Linked DNA regions of Callithrix jacchus: region 1 is linked to region 2. The links are chromatin contacts, called in public Hi-C maps. All regions are on one chromosome and are shown on one strand. The core of a region is the stretch at or near the end of the contact, and the rest is flanking DNA. Distances in the headings are between cores, read along the strand shown.

Region 1 (3,881 bases), core at 139-2,638, 130 kb before region 2:
ACCTCAGGTATCAAGGAATATCCCCAGTTCCCACTTAGCATACCCATTCTTATTTTAAAAGATTGAAAAAGGCTCAAAGGTCAAGGGAAGTAGAGGACAGGGTCTCTCCCTAGGGCTGCAGGCGCTAGGTATTTCCAACCCCGATTCCCCAATGCCGGACCAGCACAGCCAAAGCCATGGTTCACTGGCCCAGGAGAGAAGACAGGGTCTCCTCTGGGAAGGCAGCAGGCCCCTAACTCATATTCCAACTCAGGCCAAAGCGGGACCTCCACAGACAGCCTGTTGGGGCACAACTTCTTTCTGAATTAAATTGGGAACAGGGGTCCGCAAGTGGAGGGGCAGGGAGAGCATCAGATGCCTTTCGCACAGGCTCCACTGAGAGCCCTCAGGTGGTTATTAACCGTCTTGGGTAACGAAACCCCCACCTTCCTGCCTGTTCTGAAAGGCTGGGGAGAAATCCTGAGCTGAGCTCTGACCTGCCAGAGTGCCCAGTCCCAGTCCTGGCCTTCATCCCACTCCTGTTCAACCCGAGCCCCAAGAGGATGCCCTCCGCCACTCCACCTGAGATGCCAAGAGGAAGTGGGCCCTGGAGAAACCAAGAGGTTGCGAGGCCCGGCGGGGCGGCCCACAGGTAAGAGCCCAGACAGCTCCAGTCCGTTCGCCAAGGCCACGCTGCTGCTGTCAACCACCACTGGCTGGAGATGCAGTACCCACTGCCTCCTCGCCCAAACCCCCACTGCCCTAGCTTTGCCAGCTGCCGAAAAGCATCGGCCCAAGACACTTCAACAGGACCGGCATCGGGCGCGAGTGCCCGGCTGCAGCCGGGGCTTCTCTACCCACTTCCAGAGGCCCTTTCCCCCGGAAGCTGCATGCAGCCTCCCTCCCTCCGTGCCTCGTCCCTCCGAAGGAACCCTGAGAACCCGGCCTGCCCACACCGCCCCCGGGGCAACCCAGACCCCTGGAAGCCCCGGCCTCCGCCCCACCCGGCGCGGGGGACGCCTCCGACCGCCTCACCTCCTCGTCGGATTCCCCGTCACTGCTCTCCTCTTCCAGCAAGCAGCCCCGGCTCGAGCCCCAGCCCCGGCCCCGACCCCGGCCCCGGCCCCGCTGGACCCGCGGGCCGGCCCACAGGCGGCGGAGCCGGCGCAGGCCCCGGCGGAGCCCCAGCAAACGGAGCAGGGCCGTGTCCTCCCCAGGCTCGGCTCCGCCCGGCCCCGTCGCGCCACCGCCGCGCCGCAGAGCTACCCGCACTCTTTCGGCTCCGTTGCCCCGTCCGCCGCGGCCCCCGCCCCCGCCGGCGCCCCGCGGCCGGCCTGGGAAGCGGCCCCGCGCGGAGCCAGGCCCGGGGCAACTGCCGCCGCCCGCCGCCGCCGCCATCTTGGCACCGTGAGAGGGCCCGGGGAGGCGGGGGGAGGGGCGGCCCGTGCGCAGGGGCGGGGGGAGGGGAGAGAGCGGGGGCGGGGCGGGGCGGCCGCGGCGCACGACAACAACCAGCGCCGCCGCTGGGCCGCCGGGGGCCGGAGGCCGGGACGGCCACGCGCGGGGCACCACGGGAGCGGGAGTCCGCGGCCGGCCGGCGCCCTCGGACCGCACCTGGGGAGCACAGACCCCGCGTCGCGGCCGCAGAGGGGCGAGCCGCAGGGGACTCCGGGAAATGTAGTCCGGACGCCTCGCTGCTTCCTCCAGCAGCCAGGGCGCGAGGGCAGGGACTGCGGGGGTTCCCAGCCAGGACCCGGAAAGCGGGTTGCTTGCCTCCGGGAGGTGTGGTCCTCGCCCCAGGCTCCTCCCATTGTTCTTGGCTAGGCTGGCGGCCCGCGTGGACTACCACTCCCAGGGTGCCGCGGTCTCGGGCCCCGAGATCCCGAGGCCCTGGGAAATGCAGTTCGCGGCTGCTGGAGGCGTGGGCTGGAGAAGGAGCGGTGGAAAGCACAGTCTCGGTTCCAGGAGCGACCCGGCGACGGTTCGGCACGGCGTGGACGGAAGACGCCGGAGAGGCCGCGGTCTCGGGGTCAGTGTGCTCCAGGAGAGTAAGCGGGTGGCCGAGAGCAAGGTCGGAGCACGCGTTCCTCTCCCACCCTGGGCCGAGTGCGCCCAGATCAGACTCCTCACGCCGTGGATTGCAGTGGAAAGGGCGAGTGACTTGCGGTCGCACAACCCCCACCAGCCCAGGACCTGCCGCAAGGTGGGTACCCGGACACCGAGCCCTCACGGCCGGCTGCCTCCGGGGCAGGACGGGGCGCCTTGGGGATGGAGGAAGTGTCTACTCCGCTGGACCACCAGAGGCCGCTACAGGACAAGGGGGCGTGGGCGGGGGTGTGCACAGACTAAACTCGGCTTTCTAGTCCTGAAGGGAGAACACAGGAAACTCTTTATTATGCTGATGCGATCGGCAATCCTCCTACTGTTAACCTTCGCTCCTGCACACTTCAGTGCCCTCACCCTGTAGGGCTCGCTGGCCTGGGCTTCTGCGACCCGCGATCGTCCGGGAGAGGGCACTCGGCGCCCTTTCTGGAGCGGAATTTGCTAGGCCGCTGTAGCAGCGGTGCCAGGTCAGAAGCCGAGCCGGCCGGCTTTTCGTTAATTGGACTCTTGGCTAAGACGCTACAGATACCCTGTCAGGTGGTGGAGGAAGGGGTACAACAGAGAGAGGTCGAGGGCCGGGACGGTCTCGAGGAGGAGTAGAGGAAGGTGGAGCGGATGGTCCATCCGGGCGGGAGTTGGCTAGGCGAGTGGCCGCGCATGTGCGCTTGCATGGAGGCCAGGCTGGGACAGCCGGCCCCGCACAGGGGGCAGCGGTACGGAGCAGCCCCGTGCGTCCGCAGGTGCTTGGTCATGGCCGAGAAGTCCCGGGAGCGCTGAGGACAAAGGCTACAGGAGAAGGGCTTCTCTCCTAGGGGTGAAGGGGAAGCCGGTCAAGGAAGGAAGAAGGGGACAAAAGCTGGCCAAGTTAGGGGGTACATCGGGCCACGGGAAGAGGGGATTGCGCAGGAACTGGGCACGCAGGAGGGAAGTCCGGAGCGGAGTTGGAAAGAAAGCCGATAGTTCACACAGGGTAGGGTCCCCATACCTGTGTGGACTCGGTAGTGCGTCTCCATCTGATGCTTGAGTGAAAACCTCTTTCCACAGACAGAGCACGCATAGGGCCGAGATCGAGCAGGAGGGGCCCGGGGAAGGTGCGGGCGAGGTGGGTAGCCTGCCTTGCCCTCATCACCTGCACAGGTTGCAAGCACACCTGTGGGGACAGAGAAGGCAAAGGAGGGCAGGGCCAGGGACCCAGCGCCAAATCACTGTACCATTCAGGCAAGACATCAAGGGCTACAGTGGGGCTGAGGCGCGAGTTCCTCTACCCAACTCACCTGTGTGCTCCTGATCAGACTCTTCCACCTCCCCAGGGCTGAGCTGTGTGGGGCCCTGGGGGAGGGAACCTAGAGGGAACAGAGGGAGGTAGGTGGGGGCCCTGCTCAGGCTGGACTCCTGGGCCCCACCCCAGAGAAGAGACCATGTTGCACGTGTATGCAGGACAGCTCGGGTCTTACCTGGGGTGGGGCTGGAGGAGGCCAACTGGTTCTGGCTCCAGAGCCCTTTGGGGGCATTTAGGGACAGTGGGATCCTGGGATGGGGTGGGGAAGAGTTACAGCCTTGGCTAAACCTGGGAGCCTGGCCCCTTGCTGAAGAGGGGGTGACCCAAGACCTCCCAGGGGCTGGGCTTTGGCATGCCCTGTGGTAGCAGCTTCTTGTCCCATCCCCAGCTCAGGAACTGTGCAGTAGAGATCCGGTGCCCTTCCACCCAGCAGGGCTGCCCCTCCTGGGCCATGCCCTCCCAGCCTGGAGAGAGAGCACTAGGCCCTCCACTCACCTGTGGTCCTGCCAGGCTCCAGTGG
Region 2 (3,952 bases), core at 1,409-3,908:
GAGCTGGCTTTAGTGGACCAAGGAAGGCTGAGGGTATGGGGGGCAGGGAGGGGGACACCCAGGACAACGTCCAAGCTAGGGGCCCCACCGTTCTGCTCCTTGGCTGCAGCTGTCTTTCTACTCCACCCTGAGACGGCTCAGGCCGGGATCTGATCTGCAGGCCATAGAACTGAGGGGCTCAGAGTCACAACTCTCCCCCGAGCCCCATGCTGACCCCATGGCTTGAATGACGTGAAGAATCTGGCTGGGCAAATCAATCCAGGGAGCAGTTTCAGAAAAGCTGGTTTTGCTGGTTGGGTAAATCCACAGGCCAAGCAATTGAACTGTCCACAGTGTAACAAGGGGCCACAAGTGGGAGGATGACAAGGTTAGATTTCAGATAGATCCACTGGCTGCCATACACAGGACAGATTGGAAGGGGACACTGGGGCCAGGTGCCTCAGAGGTAACCAGCCTGGGAAGGGCACATGTGGGGAGGCCCAGGTTGAGGCTGTAAGGAGAGGAAGACCCCCCAAGGGCCCTCTCTGGAGTCTAGCTCCCCGCTATCACCTGTTCCTTGAGGGCCCTGGCCTCTGCCACCGCTCAGAGATCATCCAAACCTTCTGTCTACTCCCAGAAAACAAGGAGCCAGTGAAACTGCTCCAGGACATGGCGCAAGTCAGTAACTGGCTAGCTTCCAGCTTGTCTACCCCCTCCTGAGCCAGAACCAGGGCCTCTGGGACCCAGGTGGGCACGGGATTGGAAGACAGTTCCCAACAGAGAGAAATGGCGGCAGCAGCAGCTTTCCAAATACTGTTTACTTCACTAAAACCTGGAGCCAGGCGGGGAAAAGGTACGCCAGTGTCTGAGACACCAAGCCTAGGAGTGCACGTTGACAACGGCGACATAGAGGGCCAAGGTGCTGAGGGCCAGCAGCCCCGTTACCACTGCCCGGGCCAGCAGGGCTGTCCAGCTGCCCAGCGAGCAGAGGTGGACAAAGGTCCTGCAGGGAAAATGTCACAATGAGGGAGGGAGAATAGAATAGATAACCCATCCCCCTCTGGACCCAGCCACAAACCCCACCCAGCTCACTCCATAACAAAGGTCTTGTAGACACTAAGGAACATCAGCAGGAGGACAGCCGGCCGGAAGGTGTGGTACAGATCATAGCGTGTTATCATCCAGACCTGGGCAGACGCGACAATGTAATGGACCTGGAGGGAGGCAGAAAGTCGGGGCCAGGCCTCAGGGAGGACTATGGCCACCAGCAGAAATGTGTGTAGGCAAGAGCAGGACTGCGTACCAGACTGATGTTGGAGTCTATGCTCATCTGGATGTATTTCCAGTCAAACTCAATGCCCCGGGCTCCAACCCATAAGGGAATGCAGCTGAGGAAGGCAAAGGATGGGATTCTCTAGTACCCAGACACCCTCAGCACCAGCCCTCCAGCACCCCCATGGAACCCAGGTGTCCCTTCTCAGGGGTCTGGGCTCCAGGCTGCTGCACGCACCGGGACATAATAAGTTCGGCCGTGGCCCAGCCTAGGGCAGCAACCATGATCTTGTACTCCCCCTTGCCGGCATTCCGGGACATGACAAGGTTTAGGCCTATCAGGTCGGCCACATCCACGCTGGCCTTCATGAACTCCTGAGGGTCAGGTTGAAGCTTAAGTAAGCACAGGAGACAGGGAGGCCCACCCCACTCCTGCACTCCCTCCCCTTCCCCGGCCCCTCTCACCCCAATGAAGTCATAGATGCCGCCTTCCCAGGTGGGAAAGAAGGTGGCCAAGAACAGCATCTGAGAACAGAAAGCAGAAAGAGGTCACTTCAAGGTGAGAGGATCACGATCAACCACGTGGGTTTTGTGGGAAATTCGTTTGCACAAGGAGAGCAGGACAGGTTCCGGGGGCCCATCTGGAAGAGGAACCACCAGATGATGGCAAGATTACAGGCATGGGAGAGATAGAAGATAGGTCCCTGGGTCCTCGAGGGGGCTGGAAGTTTAAGTTCTGGGTGATCACAGGGCATCTGAGTCAGTGCTGCTCCTTCGGCAGTGTTAGCAGCACGTGGGGAATCAGTGAACACTCTTAACTGCACCAAAAAACCCTCTTAGCCAAGCACACTACTGAGGTTTTCTCAATTTTACTAAGTGCTACGCGAGAGTTGTTTCTACGCCTCTTTTCAGGTCGTGCTCTCTTTAAAGTCCATCATCTCCAGGTATCCCGACACCATCCCATTGCGGAGTCCCGAGGGCGGTCCCACCATCGGGGATACGCAACGGGGGCGGGTCCCTGGGTCTGCAGAGCCTAGGGGCCAGACACGTGGGGTCTCGACGGCCCTCACCTTGCAGAGCTGCACAAAGAGGTAGGTGACTCCAGCCTGGACGCATTTCCAGAAGGCGTTATATTCTGACCTGGAGAAGCGGGCGGTGAGGGTCGGCCCGGGCCCCGCACCCTCTCCACCCCGCGCCCTTCCCGCACTCACAGGCCGCTGCACTTGTAGGTGATGAAGTAAGGGAAGTAGGCGAGAGCGAAGCAGTTCCCGAAGTGAAACAGGGTCATGACGCCGGCCGCCCTGTCCCGCCCGCGCGGGGATAGCGAGGCGGCGTCTCCCGGAGCGGGTCTCCTGCTCCGCCGGCGCTTCTGCAGCAGCCAGGGCCTGGAGCCTACCTGACTAGCCGTGGCTCGCGCGCGGCCTTCTGGGAGCCGTAGTCCCGGCGCGGGGCGTCGCGCCCAGTGACGTCAGAGCGCTCTTGGGCGACGCTGGTTCAAAGCGCTCCCGGCCCAGCGCTGTGGGGAGCGACTTTCGGCCGTGCGGGGTTTGCCCGGCTGCCACTGCCGTCCCAGTCTCCCGAAGTGGAACCCGGCTTGGAGTAGAGCGCGACCCCTTGCCGGTGGGCGCAGGCGATCGAGTAAGTGTGGGGCGGGCCTTAAACCCGAATCAGAACCCGCCGTAACCGGCTGCAGAGATGCGGGACGCAACTGTGAGCACTGTTCTTTATTTCACCATGGCCTCAGCGGCGTGGGGCGCCCACCCCGGGTGCCCTTCCTCCCCCGGAGAGCCAGAGAGCCAGATCCTGAAACGGGAGGCACAGGTTCCGGCCGTGGCCCCTGGGAGGGAAAGAAAGGACCTTCCCGCTTCACTTGTCTTGGCTAAACATGTGGCGGAGGAGATCGACCACCCGGTGACTGTAGCCATATTCGTTGTCGTACCTGTGGAGGAGGGGTCGGGAGGTTCAAGGGGGTCCCTTCCGACCACCCCTTAGTTCCCCTCCTACTGAGTCTCCAGCCCTTTCCCCCTTACCACGAAATGAGCTTCACGAAATTGTCATTGAGCGCAATGCCAGCCTTAGCATCGAAGATGGACGAGTGGGTATCACCGAGGAAGTCCGTAGAGACGACCTGAGCGTCCGAATTTCAAAGATAAGTGTGCGCGGCAGAGCAAGGACCTCCAGGAGCTCAGGCCCGACTCTTAGGCACATTGTCCATCCATGCATTCATCAACAATATGTGATGTAGCCCTACGGTGTCCAGTCTCTAGGACAGGGTATGACGAAGGCAGATGGGTGCTCTGTCGGGGTCTGGCCAGTGGGCACAGGTCACAAACACCCTCATGCTGTACCCATACATCCCTTTCCTAGGCACAATGCAGGCATTTGGAATGGGCCAGCACGGAGGGGCTCTCTGAGCAGGGTCTGGATGACTAGGATGATCTGGCTGGCTCCGGCCCTCAGCACAAGTGTCTCAGGTGGAAGGAGCTTCAGGAACGGAGGACCTGAGGGTTTTAGCCCTAGTGTCATGAAAGGCCACAGGAGTGTTTTCACTCCTGAAAACATTTATAATATGATTCCATCAAAACGAACCATCCTGGTGACTGTGGGAAAGTGGACCTGCAGGAATGAATGCAGGGAGACAGCACCAAGGTGGACGTGTAGGGGTCCACCATGACCACGACATCCACTTCTCACAGAGAAG

Evidence for each region. A called contact is a pair of places that touch in the nucleus more often than the background predicts.
Region 1: a contact with region 2 is called in a Hi-C map of skeletal muscle, with 4 times the contacts expected there. The contact joins the promoter of KMT2B here to the promoter of TMEM147 in region 2. A contact is called at or near these places in 2 of 3 Hi-C or Micro-C datasets (both in skeletal muscle).

The regions. Positions count from the first base shown.
Region 1 is chr22:31,899,537-31,903,417 of calJac240_pri, reverse strand. It overlaps KMT2B (lysine methyltransferase 2B), which reads right to left and starts at 1,388. Exons shown (of 36, transcript XR_013530745.1): 1 at 1,015-1,388. ZBTB32 (zinc finger and BTB domain containing 32) reads right to left here. Exons shown (of 6, transcript XM_035286411.3): 2 at 3,857-3,881; 3 at 3,537-3,610; 4 at 3,357-3,425; 5 at 3,068-3,232; 6 at 2,336-2,890. The coding sequence ends at 2,616.
Region 2 is chr22:31,771,064-31,775,015 of calJac240_pri, reverse strand. TMEM147 (transmembrane protein 147) reads right to left here and starts at 2,658. Exons shown (of 6, transcript XM_008987747.5): 1 at 2,463-2,658; 2 at 1,717-1,776; 3 at 1,490-1,626; 4 at 1,283-1,367; 5 at 1,072-1,193; 6 at 1-982. The coding sequence starts at 1,776. The coding sequence ends at 859. GAPDHS (glyceraldehyde-3-phosphate dehydrogenase, spermatogenic) reads right to left here. Exons shown (of 11, transcript XM_035283868.3): 10 at 3,282-3,379; 11 at 2,746-3,190. The coding sequence ends at 3,118. LOC144580727 (a long non-coding RNA gene) reads left to right here and starts at 1,676. Exons shown (of 2, transcript XR_013530744.1): 1 at 1,676-1,810; 2 at 2,164-3,952.